Linked DNA regions of Mus musculus: regions 1, 2, 3 and 4 are each linked to region 5. Evidence: chromatin contacts called from public HiCAR-type and promoter capture Hi-C data. All regions are on one chromosome and are shown on one strand. Each heading gives the region's core, a stretch centred on a gene start, on an enhancer-like site or on the middle of the called end of the contact. The rest is flanking DNA. Distances are from core to core; before and after follow the strand shown.

The links. Promoter capture Hi-C pulls out the DNA fragments that hold promoters and counts their contacts. HiCAR-type assays count read pairs that join an accessible place to other places.
Region 1: a HiCAR-type map of astrocytes shows a contact between it and region 5, with 5 times the contacts expected there. The contact joins the promoter of Gja1 here to the promoter of Fam184a in region 5. A contact is called at or near these places in 2 of 39 promoter capture datasets (embryonic stem cells and pre-B cells), 1 of 115 datasets of contacts at active chromatin or transcription factors (astrocytes) and 1 of 9 other capture datasets (embryonic stem cells).
Region 2: a promoter capture Hi-C map of embryonic stem cells shows a contact between it and region 5, with 12 times the contacts expected there. The contact joins the promoter of Msl3l2 here to the promoter of Fam184a in region 5. A contact is called at or near these places in 6 of 39 promoter capture datasets (the 3T3-L1 cell line, cranial neural crest, embryonic stem cells and 3 more) and 1 of 484 Hi-C or Micro-C datasets (LSK cells).
Region 3: a contact with region 5 is called in a HiCAR-type map of astrocytes, with 3 times the contacts expected there. The contact joins the promoter of Sim1 here to the promoter of Fam184a in region 5. A contact is called at or near these places in 1 of 39 promoter capture datasets (liver) and 1 of 115 datasets of contacts at active chromatin or transcription factors (astrocytes).
Region 4: a contact with region 5 is called in a promoter capture Hi-C map of hippocampal neurons, with 7 times the contacts expected there. The contact joins the enhancer-like site here to the promoter of Fam184a in region 5. A contact is called at or near these places in 7 of 39 promoter capture datasets (the 3T3-L1 cell line, embryonic stem cells, hippocampal neurons and 3 more) and 1 of 115 datasets of contacts at active chromatin or transcription factors (astrocytes).

Annotation. Positions count from the first base shown.
Region 1 is chr10:56,375,916-56,378,615 of GRCm38.p6, reverse strand. Gja1 (gap junction protein, alpha 1) reads right to left here and starts at 1,316. Exons shown (of 2, transcript NM_010288.3): 1 at 1,098-1,316.
Region 2 is chr10:56,105,556-56,108,255 of GRCm38.p6, reverse strand. Msl3l2 (MSL3 like 2) reads right to left here and starts at 1,339. Exons shown (of 2, transcript NM_001163833.1): 1 at 1,227-1,339. The region is part of intron 22 of Tbc1d32 (TBC1 domain family, member 32); the gene reads left to right.
Region 3 is chr10:50,894,182-50,896,974 of GRCm38.p6, reverse strand. It overlaps Sim1 (single-minded family bHLH transcription factor 1), which reads right to left and starts at 1,324. Exons shown (of 11, transcript NM_011376.3): 1 at 904-1,324. The coding sequence starts at 1,078. It overlaps A230054N11Rik (a long non-coding RNA gene), which reads left to right and starts at 2,441. Exons shown (of 2, transcript XR_871640.2): 1 at 2,441-2,793.
Region 4 is chr10:56,164,543-56,167,242 of GRCm38.p6, reverse strand. All of the region lies in intron 15 of Tbc1d32 (TBC1 domain family, member 32), which reads left to right. Among named protein-coding and RNA genes, the nearest start is that of Msl3l2, 59 kb to the right of the region's middle. Within about 2 kb of position 1,317, at least 7 of the 459 cell types and tissues checked have an H3K27ac peak or open chromatin away from gene starts, as enhancers often do. A contact at or near this core is called in hippocampal neurons, where this site is marked.
Region 5 is chr10:53,749,518-53,752,217 of GRCm38.p6, reverse strand. Fam184a (family with sequence similarity 184, member A) reads left to right here and starts at 1,309. Exons shown (of 18, transcript NM_001081428.1): 1 at 1,309-1,505. The coding sequence starts at 1,338.

The sequences.
Region 1 (2,700 bases), core at 67-2,566, 2.6 Mb before region 5:
AAAGCCCTTCAATACAGACCCACCCTGATACTTCGGTGTGGATTTAGGCCGGTCAAAGTGCTTTACAGAATGTGTTACCAATTAAAAATAAAAGCTTTAAGACGGACCCCCTTCAAGCTGCACGTTAGCATCATTTTTGCTTAGTGCTTTGCACCCTCTGATGGCTCCAATTCAAAACTGTCCTAACAGCTCTGAAGTCACTACAAGTCCGGGCACGCAGGAGGAGTTGGGGGTGGAGAGGGGGCAGCTCTTTCTAAAAGCGCAGCTCTAAAAATCCCTTTTCCCCATTCCTTCTAGGAGCTCGCGTTCTAGCAGTTGATTTTGGAAAAGCAACCTGGCACACACTGTTTCTAAACGCCCGTTCTTCCTCTAACTCTCCGTAAGTCACCACCACCCATTCAAGATTTCTCGCGCCCGGAGTTGCCAGCGTGGAGTATTAAAAAAAAATGCTGGCTGTGCAGGCTAAGAGGTTCATCCCGTAGCATCGCACAGGCTTGCACAAAGTACCCACTGTTGGTCTAAAAACTCTAACCGCAGCACCCTGGTCTACGTATTTAGTGGCTTAGTCCTGAAAAGTCTAAGAGAGAACCACGTGGAAGTCAACTGCTGCCGCAGCGTCTCAACAAAGCACTCTGTTACAAAAGGAGTCTGCAGTTTCAAGGCAGTAGAACAGGCGACCGGATTTTCATAAGAAAAAAAAGAAGCGTGTAGTGTCCAGCACTATAGGAAGCAGGCTAAGCAAAGTTGACTGAGGTGCCCCCCCATCACCCCCACCCCCGCAACACCTTCTCCATTGGCGACTACAGAAAAGTGAAGTTAGGCTCCATAACAAAGAACTAAGTTTAGTAACTTGGTCCTTCCTTCACTCTAGTTGGAAAAAGTTTGAGCCTTTTACCTGTTGCACTCTCAGCGGAACTTTTTAAACAAACCCAAATCAAACTCAGCACGTGGAAATGACAAAGGCACTTTGAAGATCGTCGTTCTACTTACAGTATCCTAAGTCAAAGACGCAACGCATTTACAAAGCATAGAAGAGTTTCCCTTACAGAAAGAGACGCTACTAGGTAAAGTGGGTTTTTCTTTTTTTCAAAACTTACTCTTTCACTTAATGAAAGTGAAGCCGGCACGCCAAAGTGGTGGAACTCCTTGGAGGCTGAAGTCAAAGGAAAAGGAGAGTTCGGGCTCTCAGACCTGTCTGTTTAAAGTTTCAAAGTCTGCTGCTGTTGGGTACTTCCCTCACGCCTTTCCCCCAATGAAAGAAAAGTGCTGATACCTCGTAAAAGCGTTTTTTAACTTGGAGCACAGAGCTTTTAAAAGTTTCAAGCCACTGACTCAACTGGAAGGAGGGGCTAGGAGAAAGGGGAGGGAGGAAGAAAAGGCGGGGAGGAGGTGGAGTGGAGGCTGGCGAGCGTGGAGCTGAGCAGGCAGAAGAAGCAACCTGGTCAAGATAAAGTTGTAGTTTCAATGTGCTGACGAGAAGGGGAAAAAAAGTAAGAAATAGCTCTAGATGTACGTCAGCTACTGCGGGGCTGTGACTCCTCACAGATTAAAAAAAAAAACTGTTGGATGGGTCATTCCTTCAGGAGATGACCACGGGCAGTGAGAAGATGTCCCTTTTAGGTCACATTTCCTAAATAATAATGATAATAATAATAATATTACAATAAATAAAAATGGGGGGGGAGACAAGGTGAACTCGTGCAGACTTGTTCTGGGTTGCCCAAGGTGTGTGAAGCTTGAGGTGGGTGTGAGTGATCTTTCTTATGACCTAATTCTCTTCCTCTTAAACCCGGACAATTAACAAAGGAAAGAGGCGGTGGGCATGGGAAAGGCATTTCACAACCAGACCCGTGGAGTGGGATGTCTACTCTTCAGTTTCTCTGCTGCTTTAGGTAGTTTTCCTTATTCTTTTAATTAACAACAAGAAGATACATGTTCTATACTATGAATAAAAATAATATATCATGTATGTAACTCTTGTCTGAAACGTTGATAGGACCTCAACCCAATCTCCAAGGAAGTGAAGATCCATATCTTAGTCTTTTTTATGCCTACAATTTAACATTTAAATCGGCAGGGAGATGCCAGAATTGTCCCCCTCCTCCTCTTCCTTCTAACCGCTGCAGACCAGAGTTGCCAGACACAGCCTGTCTCAAAACTTCTTTCTCTCTTCCAATCCTGTCCCTCGGAAGCACTTTCAGGGAAGAGATGTGGGCCTGGTGACTGCCTGCCCACAGCTTCATGCCTCTCTCATCATACCTGATGGGGTTTATGAAAGCCTGAGTCATATGACCTCATTCCTAGGGTGGGCAGCTCCTTTGAGGGTTCCCAGATGCCCCCCACGAGGGCTTGTGATAGGGCGATAAACAGGCTTCAGCGGCGCTCCTGGAGTTAGGCCTTTGTATAGGCATCACCTGATGGAGCTGAACGTCTCACACTAATGTAAATAGCAGAACAAAGGATGGCGAAGACTTCCTGGGAAACATTTTCCTGCCGAAGCACCCTCTCACTAGGATGACTAAGGGAGTGCCATTTAAAACCTCACAGTTTAAGACCCCAGCATGTTCTCTTACTTTTGAGGTTCCTTTGTCTTTAACTTAAAGAAGGGAAGTAATGTTACAGATGCAGAAACTATAATCGGACTTTCAAGGCTTTATGTCCAGCAATGAATGTGATAATGTGACATTAGATTTTTTTAAA
Region 2 (2,700 bases), core at 90-2,589, 2.4 Mb before region 5:
ACTTCCACAGTTTGGCAAGCTCACTTTTGAGAAATACTGAGGTAAGGATTCTCAAAACTATAGAGTGATTTCTTTTCCCTCCCATATTTATTTTTTCTAGAATTCCTAAAATCACTTCTTTGCTTAGTTTTTTCAAATGGGGTCTGGAAATAATTTGTATCAAGAGTATTGTCACAAAGATATAGTATCTTTAATAGTAATGTCTAATATTTACAGTAATTCTTGTCAGGCATCACCAAGTACTTTAGCTTTAGTCTTGTAAGCCTGAGAGAACTAAAATCCTCCAATGAAACACTGTCTCACCTACAGTTTAAGTAAGTAGTTTATCAAAAAGTCTTTAACTGTTGTCCCATAGCTGGTGAATTCCAGTTTTTCCCAAGTTCACTTGTAATCTCTTCCTATATGTAAACATGTAGTCTAAATCACAAAATCAGTAAGTACCTTAGATGAGAAAGGAAGTACAGATGGCAAAAAAATCTAATGATTATTATAGAGTTTATACTTTACAGAGACAAGCATGCCTGGTACAATTATCTATCATTATTATTACTACTACTACTATTATTGGTTAAGATTTGTTTGTTTATTTATTTCATTCACACCAGAAGAGAGAATCAAATTATATTACAGATGGTTGTGAGCCACCATGTGGTTGCTGGGAACTGAACTCCGGACCTCTGGAAGAGCAGCCAGTGCTCTTAACCACTGAGCCATCTCTCCAGCCCAGCTGGAAAATTCTCCCGTCTACTGTGAAGTTTGAACTGGTATCTTTAACTTCCCTACATTATATCTACTTTTGTTTCCTATTCAGTCTCAGCTGCTTATAGGCTTCTGTGTCTAAGGCTGTATTTTGTGGGGTTTGAGCCCCCCACTATGCTGCATTAATCTTGTGTTGGTTTTGGGTGCTAGATGGGTGTTCTCAGGACTTGCTAAGGGGGTTCTCTAGACCCTAGCTTACTCTTGGTGGCATAGTTCCCTATAGCCAACAATTCCCTTATTGTTCAGTGCTATGAGATGTGGAAATGTGGCAAAATACCTCTAACATATGCCTCTAGAATACCTCTCCAGACACTTTGTCCCATGAGACGTATTTAGAGAACCACAGTCTATGTCTGCTTAGCCCAGAGAGGGCATTGACAACTAATTATGGGATGGAAATCCAGAATCCAGTGCTGGTCAGTGGGGTCAGGGAAGCTCAAAAGCAGCTGCATCTCTGAAAAGCTTACCTCATCAAGGTGGGGATTCAGGAAAACTGCAACCGAACTGCTCGCTGTGGGAATCCTAGCCAACCGTGCAATCCTTTCTCACCCCGCAGTTTTCGACTGCTTTTGAAGCCCAGGAGGAGAGGGGGTGGGGACCTTGAGAATCTTGCTAGTTTCAGTTTTCACCGGATTTGTCTGGTTTACTTCCCGACTCTCTAGCGCCCCCTCCCTCCAGGAGAAGATGTTTCAACTTGGAGGAAATGGCTACAGCCCAACGGGTGGCACTGCCTCCAGAGACTAGGGCCCTCCCACATCAAACATCAATCAAGAGAATGCTTGACAGGCTTGTCCTTTGGCTAATCCGCTGAAGACATTTTCACAATTAGGGGTTTCCTCCTCCAAAATGGCTATAGTTGATACTGAGTTGACGCTAGCCAACACAGCAGCAGGAAGGACAGTGGTCTTCGTAGGCCCTGCTTCCAGCCTTTAAGACCCGAGCCCCCCCACCCCCACCCACCCACCCACACACTTTTTCCCACAGCTCCAGGCTTCTAGGCGATCTGCAGTTCCTGACAGGCAGACTTACTGCGATGCTCTCTCAGATGATGCGTCTACATCCCAAGACGTATTTGAGCTATAAACACTTCCCAGAACTATAACACGAGTATCCTGCATCTACTGAGTGCAAACCTGTTTCATTTAAATCCTTCGTGGTGATCTATTTTTACGTTGCTTCATCCCGTTTAAAGGCTGGTAATACCGAGTTTACAGAGTACTTCATATGTATCCTCTCTGCTGTCTGCTCCCTCGCTTCTTGAAGACAGCGGGGGCAAGAGAGAACCTGTCAGAAATAGAAGTGAATCTTCAATTATTCGGGCACGTTACACTCAGCTATCAAAGAAAGTGGCACTTTTGTAAAATAAGGTTAAACTGACCCAAAGAACACAGTAAATTTTATGAACATATGAATTATATGTGCAGCGTAATCTCTAGTTTATGTGAAATTTTCTCTAGCTACAGAAGAAAAAAATGACTAAGTCTGGCTTATAGATGGTATTATGTGCTACACCTGCAGTTACTGATCTTTTGACCATGGATATCTAAAAGAGGGGATTTTAAAGTACACTGTCTACTTATTTGCTTTGTCTGGAAAGATAAGCATTTAGGTATTGATTTTTATAGCTTTATGGGCCTTGACTGATGAGTAGAAATAACGGCCAGGGGCTCAGGAAACAATCATCAGGAGATTTATTTTAGAAGATGGTTGAACAGAGCACTTCTCACTCTACTAGGAATCAGTGTATAATCAATGAGCACACAGGGGGATCTGATTAAATGAAATGGGTCACAGAACAGAACAAAAACCGTCATGAATCCAGAAAGGAACTGGTAGGGATACAGAAGGGTTGATAGAGAAGAGAGGGAGATAAGAAGGAATATTGGAGAGCTAGCTAGTAATTGCTTTATATCATATGCCCATACGATATTGTCATATAAC
Region 3 (2,793 bases), core at 75-2,574, 2.9 Mb after region 5:
AAAATATTTTTCTATTCTGTTTGTTATTTGGTTGAGGAAGGGTGAGCAAATGGGAGATCAAAGAGCTCCTTCCCTGGAGAGTATTCACGTTTCCTACTAAGTAGATATGAGTTCACACAAGACTATGCTCTGGGAAGTCCGCTCTTCCTCTCACAATGAGTATTAGTAACTGAAATTCCAACTTACAATCCTATCTGCTGCTGGTATTCTAACTTCTAGGCCCTATGAGAGTTTGTCTCGATTTGTCAGCCACCACTGAGGATACATTTCTGTCTGCTCTACTTTCCTCAAATCTTGACTATTTTGAGACAAATTTATGATTTTACAGATAACGCCAAGGCCAGAAATGCAACTCACAAAGCTCCGATTTAAGAATCTCTGGACATCTTAAAAAATGAGAACCAATTTACTATAAACAGCCAAGAGACTGGCGGAGTCCAGGCATACTGTTCGCACACACACGCCTGCCCTCGCGGAATTGTGGCCCTTTTGATAAATTATTATCTAGCTTACCTAGCACTATGTTTATACATCTAATCTATACCTAGCAAAAATAAGCAATTGGGCAGTACTCCTGATTTCTATTGGATACATGTCTGACTAGAGGAACAAAAAGGAAAGTCATGTTTGGATTAGCCGTGCTTTCAACTGAGCCAAATGTTGATAAAAGCACTATTGGGTTATTTCCCAACCAAATATATCGAATGTGTTGGAGAGAGAAATACGGGGAAGAAGAGAAAGACTAAGAAAGGCAGGGAAAGCCCTTTGGCGCTGACTGATCAAATAGCTTGGTTAAATTTCCCTTTTCAGAGAATGTAACCCACGCCGGTAAACACAAGTACATTTCTGTGCTGCTGGGGTAGGTTTACTCCTTCGAAATTCAATCTAGGCACAGACGCTTACCTTCTGGAAAGACCACTCTCATTTTGAGATAGCTGGTCGTGAGTCTGATGATGGATGCTTTGTCCAGTTGGGAGGTGATGGCTGAGGGTAAAGGCAGTAATTTAGCCAGTTCATAAAATTCACTGTTTTCTTTCTCCCTCCTCGTTCGGGCAGCATTTTTAGACTTTTCTTTCATCGTGTCTCGGGCTCCCTTTCTTCTTACAACGTAAACTCCACAGACTCATCCAAAACCAAAAGTTAACTTTCAATTAGAGATCACACTCGGTAAAAACATAACTTTAAACAGGAGGCTGAAGTTTGCTCCGGGAAGACACGAATGATGGACAGGGCAATGCGGCAAACAAAATACTTTCTTGAAAACGTGAGGTGTAAGTATAAAAGAAAGCTGCTGGTTCACGGCAAATCCGGGCAATCCTTTGGGACTCTAAGTATAAAATGCTGGAAGGACTCCCGAGGAGCCAACCTTTTCATCTGATCCGCGGTAAGAACCCGGGTCCTTGGGAAATCGACATAATAATACCCGACGTTTGTTTTCCAACTCCTCTGGTTCTGAGCTGGTTTGTAGGAAACAGGAATCGCGGGTAACTTCTTTCAGATCACTACGAAGACAAGAACACCAAGGAATAAGACATCTGTGGCTAAACTCAAACCCACTATAATTCAGCCAACCGGGCCCCAAAGGGCCTCTGCGCTCATACTCTGCTCGTCACAGCCCTGGGTATTTAAAACTTGGGCAGGTCGGTCCCGGGACAGGCTGGGCTTCCGCTCGCCGCGGCCGGGATGTAGCACCGACGGCTAAATGCGCGTCTGCGGAGAGCTCGGCCGGCCGTGCGCGCCAAGCCAGGCTATCCAGCCGTGCAGAATTCCTCCACTGCCCCGGACTCCGGCTGCCTCTCCCCGGCGGGGTTCACGTCTGAGGGGTTCCTGGAGAAGTGCTGCTTATGCATCAAACCCCCGGGGACTCCCGCAGTTGCACACAGGGCACCGCAGCGCAGAGTTAACAGGTGGCACGCGCGACAGCCCCTCGTAGGCATCACCTGGAGCTCTTGGCTCCTCACCTACCTTACGTCCTCGAGAGCCGCGGAGGCTGCTAAGGCTCCCGCCCCCTAACTGCTTTCAAGCCTGCGCGCTTGCGGAGCCTCAGCGGCAGCCTCCCGGCTGTCACCCGCAGCCCGCAGAGTGTGCCTGGGCCACCTTCCCATGGGCATGAATGGGGGAGGGGTAGGTAGCAGCGGGAGGAGAACACAGGCTGGGGACAGGAGAGGTGTTTTCCGAGTCCGAGTCCTCCGTAGTGTTGGGAGCCGGTACTGTTCCTAATTGGGAGCCCAAAGCGCCCCCCTGTAACTTCTTTATAGCTTACCGGGTTTAGCTTCAACTTCGCTCCCAGGTTCCCTTTCTCCCGCCCTTCTCAAACGCCACTCACAAATTTTCTCTCTTCCTATTGGTCATAGGCAACCAAGACGCGGCGCTCATTGGCCAATCGGGGTGAGTGACGAGCATGCTCCCTGCTCCTCCTCCCCCCCCCCCCCCACGCGACTGGGCTCGCGGCTCGGGTCCTACAGTGAGCCTGGCAGCTCCGCTCCTAATGAGCCCCGGGCGCGGGGTCGCCGCTGCCCCGCTGCCGCCGCCGCTCCAAACCCCGAGGTCTTCGGCGTGCCGAGTGACACTCGCGCTCCCTAGACTCGGGTGTCTGCGCACAGCGTGCGGCCTTGCGGGGGCTGGCTAGCCGAGGCTCCAGGAACGCGTGCGAATAGCATCCCAGACAGTGGCCAGGATTTCCCCACGGCTGCGCGCCTCACGCCTGCAGGACTGGGTGAGGGAGAACGACGCTGGACTTATTTTTTATCCTGACACCACTGTGACAAAATTCATCGCTAGATGAAATAAATG
Region 4 (2,700 bases), core at 68-2,567, 2.4 Mb before region 5:
TAGTTATTTATCTATACATAGTTTAATGTTATCAATAATGCACTCTTGCTATCTTGATAGTGCCTGGAATCAGTAGTGAGAAATGTAACCTCTCATTCTGGTGCTAGTGTTTTTTACTTATTATTAATCTTCCTCCTCTTCCTCTTCTTCTTTTTCTTCTTCTTCTCTTTCTTCTCTTCTTCTTCTTATTTTTACTAACTTAAAACTGAACAATTTTGTGGCTTTTTCCAGAAAATCATATTTTGATATTATTGATTTAGTTTACATATATGCTTGTACATGTGTGTGTGTGTGCATTGTGTGTGTGTGTATGCATGCACACACATGGTTGTACTCACAGACATGCATGTTCCATGGTACATTTGTGGGTTTCAAATGAGAACGTTATAAAGTTCGTTTTGTTCTTATATATTGATAGAATTATGAGGATCAAACTAAGGGCATAGCACTCACATGGCAAGTGCTTTTGCCTACCGAACAATCTTCCTGGGCTGATCATGTTTGTGTGTGCACGTATGCATACATGTGAGTTTTTTGTGTGCATATGTAAGTATGCATGCATATGTGTGTGTACATGTGAGTGTATATATATATGAGTGTATATGACAACATATATGTGTTTGTTAGTGTTTATGCATATGTGAGTATGTATTAGCATGTGTGCATATGTGTGTGTATGTGGATATGTGAGTGTGTGCATATATGAGTGTATGTGTGTGCATATGCGAGTGTATGTATATATGAGTGTATATGACAACATATATGTGTTTGTTAGTGTTTATATATATGTGAGTATGTATTAGCATGTGTGCATATGTGTGTGTATGTGGATATGTGAGTGTGTGCATATATGAGTGTATGTGTGTGCATATGTGAGTGTGTGTGTGTGCCTATATGAGTGAGTGGGTGAGTGGGTGTGTTAAAAGCAGAACATCTTATTGCTCTTAGAGCAGAGTAAATTTTTTCACCTCTGTGGATAATGACATTTCACCTCATACTTTCTCATTTCCCCTCATTTGTTTTTAATCTGTTGTTTTGGTTTATTACCCCTTAGGTGTCTAAAACAATTGTTGGTAAGGATTACAAAGGCAGTTGTCGCTTGTGGTCATTACTTTTTTTGTTGTTGTTGTTGAAAATGCATGGAATTTTACTGGAAAAAACCTTCCAGAAGCCTCCTGCAGTCCTGTGCCTGAACACCCACACTTACAGAAGCCTCCTGCAGTCCTGTGCCTGAACACCCACACTTACAGAAGCCTCCTGCAGTCCTGTGCCTGAACACCCACACATCTCAGTGGAGTTAGTGTTGACGCGGTGCTGGATCTCAGGCCTCAGTGTGTGCATTTTGATTTGCTCTTCCCTCTTGTTTCCTGATTTCTGTGCCTTCCAAGAAGTCCCAGGGCTGGCAGCTTGCAATTTTAAATGGAACCTGGAGGCTATAGTTTTCCATAAACTTCCTTCTAGGCACGCATGCTTTCAGTGTTGTTTGGTTGTTCCCACTCACAGAGATACTTAGTTCATCAGACTTCTAGGTCTGATGAATCTAGCTGTTGCACTGTGGCTGGCCACTGGCACTTTCTAGGTTTACTCAGCTCTTCTGCATTCCAAGTCCAAAATTTCCCATTATCTTTCCCATTTGCTTTCTCCTGGAGGGTTTTTATGCATTTAAAAACTAGTTTTACTTATGAATTTTTTGAATTTATGGAGGAAAGAGAGACATTATGCCTTTAGTTTGTTGGAACTGGAGCTGTTAAGTATTTAACAATCTTTTTCTTTTTTTAAGGAACATTTTTCTCCTATCATGAATTCTAAGATCTTTTCATCTATTACTTAACCCTCTACAAAATCATTTCCTTTTTAAAATATTGCCTCACTAATAATATAATCCAGCCTTGAACTATGATCCCCCGTCAACCTGTCAACCTTAACTGTATGTAAGATCATTAAGTAGCATCGACTTTGAGTCTGGGTAATTTGGGTATGTGACAAATTTATTTATTTGCAAGGTTTTTGTTTTTGTTTTCAGTAGCAAAGCTTATAAAATTAAAAAAAGTTACTGATTAGAAAAACTAAAAAGAAAAGTGCTAGTATGCCTCGCCTTATATCCTTATATAGGTTCTCTGTTTTTGTATGGATATTATTAATTTGGATAAATCAGGGGTTTGCCAGGTACTGCCTCTAGGGTGTGTATGTATTTTTGCTTTTAAAGAAAGGTTCTGTCACATTGAAGTGGGACAAACAAGATATAAACTACCAAAAGTGACCTCTGATTATCATTGTGTGGTACCCTGATTGTTTCCTTAGTAGAAAGGTTGGAATGTTTGCAAATGCAATTAGAAAGAGTCCGGCTCATTAAATTTTGTTTTTCACATTGGAGCCATGAGCAGCTTGCTAGCTGTAAAAAGGAATTAGGGGGCTAGGGAATACCTTAGCAGGGAAATGTACTTCGTACTAAACTTGATGACCTGGATTTAATTGCTGGGACTCACATGGTAGAACTAGAGATGTGACTGCTGCAATTGTCCTCTGATCTCCAGGTTGTCCCGGGACTTTGTTAAGCACACACCCCCCACACAGAATTGGCAGTGTTTTTCTGGACAGCTTATGCTGTTAGTGTTGGCATTAAGTGCAAAGGGAGAAAGCACAAATGAATGTTTACAGACTGCCCTCTGTGGGCAGGACAGTAAGAGCCATCCATTTGCT
Region 5 (2,700 bases), core at 60-2,559:
GCCCCAATATTTAAGGGCAGATATCTTGTTTCCCTGTTGGGTTCTTCCCTCTATATCCCAGTCCTATTCTAATATCTAGCCAATTACATTTTCATATTTAATTATTCCAGGCTTCATCCCACCGAGAATTGGGTGCAGCTGATTGTAGAGGTATGGTCCTCCAAACATAGGCCCTTGGCATCGCTTCATTCTAGCCTGGCACACATTAGGTCAGTATGACCCTGAAATGCTTGAGTTTGGATGAGTTTGGGAAGACCAATCACGTGTAGGATTACGGATCGGATCTCCCTCTATTTCACCACCACTTCTCTAGTGTAGAGATGCTTGGCCTTAAGATCCTATGTCGGCTGTGGCTGGGCCTGCACACAAAAAGTACATGCAGAGAGGCTCTGTCGAGCTTCCCGCTGCTTGTTGCTAAACGAAGGTCACCATCAATTTTTTATCTTCTTTGGACGATTCTTTTAAAAACTAGATTGCACACTCAGGCACAGGGTAATAGCCAAAGGGTGCAGACTGTGGGAAATGGGTGTGTTAAGGAGCTGGCAGCTGTGGGTCTGCGCGGTGAAAAGTGAGACAGTGCTGCTGGATGCAGTGGGAACTCTCAGGCTGCAAGGTTGTAAGGCCTTGTGCGACTGTGAGAGGCCTCCGTGAGGCAGGGCGCCTAGTGTGGGGCTCAATCGCTGTGTAGCTATGGGAGTGTGGAGGACAAGTGCTGGCGGCTGGAGGGCCGAGGGGTTCAGGGCTGCAGATTGCGGGGTCGCAGATTTGCCGGTTGCAGGGACGCGGAGCTATGGGCTGGAGGGTTGAGGATGAGAGTTTGGCTGCGGGTTGAGGAGCTGCAGGTTGGAGGTTGCGGGTTGGAAGGATGCGGGGCGGAGCTTGGCTGCGGGCTGAGAAGCTGCAAACTGGAGGACTGCGGGGCGGGGAGCTGCGGGGCGGAGCTTGGCTGCGGGGAAATGACGTGGCCACCCTCGCGCGCTCGCTGAGCCCCCGAGCCGCGCGTCCTGGTAACGGCGCTCGGCGGCTCCCGCGTCCCCGGACCCGCCTCCCGCCGCTGCAGCCCGCCCCGTCTCCGCCTCCCTCCGCAGCCCCGGCGGCCGCGGAGTCTCGGGGCCCGGTGGCCGCTTCTTGCGGGACGCTAGCCGCGACGTCGCCAAGCCGAGGCAGGGGGACGCGGCTGTTGCGGGCGGGCAGGGGGCTGCTGGCTGCGGGACTGGAGGGCACGGGCCGGCGGGTCGGCAAGCGGTCGCCCGGGCTGTCGCCTGTCCCGTGTCGTCGCCGCGCCGGCCTCGCCCCGCGCGCAGGGACAGGTGCCCCGGCTGGGGTCTGCCGGGAAGATGGCGACCCCGGGCATGAGCTGGCAACATCACTATTACGGTAGCTCCACGTCCGGGCCGGCCAAATTCGCGACCTCCCCAGCTGCCGCTCAGCTGGCAGGGCACAACATGGACTACAGCCAGGACATGCACCTGAAAATGAGCAAGAAGATCGCCCAGCTCACCAAGGTATGGGGTGCTGGGGCTCGGGGTTCAGGAGGGGGCTCCTAAGAGAAGCAACAGCCAGAGTTGCCTCCTGGTCCCTCCAAACTTGGGTGGAACGCTAGCCACCTAACTTGAGCTACACCGCACACCGCACACTGCACCGCGGGATTTCCAGGGCTTGCACTCCATAACCAACCGACTAGGGGTAAACCTGCACAGAGCACATGAGGGCTTACTTTCTGGGTTCCACAGGAGTAATGGACTTTTCCTGTTGCTCAGGTGCCTCTGCCAAGGGCTGCACGAAGCACCGCGCTACAGTACTCGGTGAAGTACTGTACCGGTTTACCTAATATGACCCGGGATCCTCGGAGTTAATCGGTGTCAGGCTACTGGTTACACAGTTAATGAGAGGATAAACTTCCCGAGGTTATTCCGAGGACTGTAGGAGGGTAAAACATACCTTGCGTGCCATTTTAAGGGATTTAATGAGTCATTCCTTACTTACCCTCACAAGATGTCAAATAAGGTTTATTAGATGAATCACACCGCGTTTGCATTTAGTAAATGCCCCATCTTATCAGAAGACCTGCACATCACCTGCACAGTTTTCCAAGCATAGTTCAGGGTGGTGTATGCCCGTTAATGAGTCCTTTTTCGAATTTAGTAAAATACTGAATACTGATCATAAGGGTTGGTTCTGTGTAGCTCTTACCCAGCAGGCTCACCCTGTGTGGGACTGATCTAGGGTTTCTGGAAGTCACACATGGGGACCAGGTTCCCTAGGACTGTTGCAGTGTTGAAGAGGAAGGTGGGCTTGAGGGTCACTGCTCGATAATCTCTTGAGATCTGGCTCAACTCCATCATACAGTTTCCCTGGAGTTTAAAGAGAGGAGGGGGGCACACTTGTGAAAAGGGAGTGAAGAGACGGGGGAGGAGGATGTGATCGATCGAGGATTCAAAGATAACGGGAATGAGTGAAGGGATGCATAGAGACACATGATGAAAACAACAAAAACCACGTGATCAAGACTCACCCCATGCTGAGCAACACGACAATTTGTGGAGTTAGTTTTCTTCCTTTTTGGATTGTCTGTCTTTGTTCTAAGCACCATCCTAAGAGATGCTGCACGTTCAGTTGGTACCGTTTGCTTTTGTGAAGGGTCCTGAAACCCAGAATGGAAGGGATGTAAACTGTGGTAGCCACATGTTATCAGAGCAT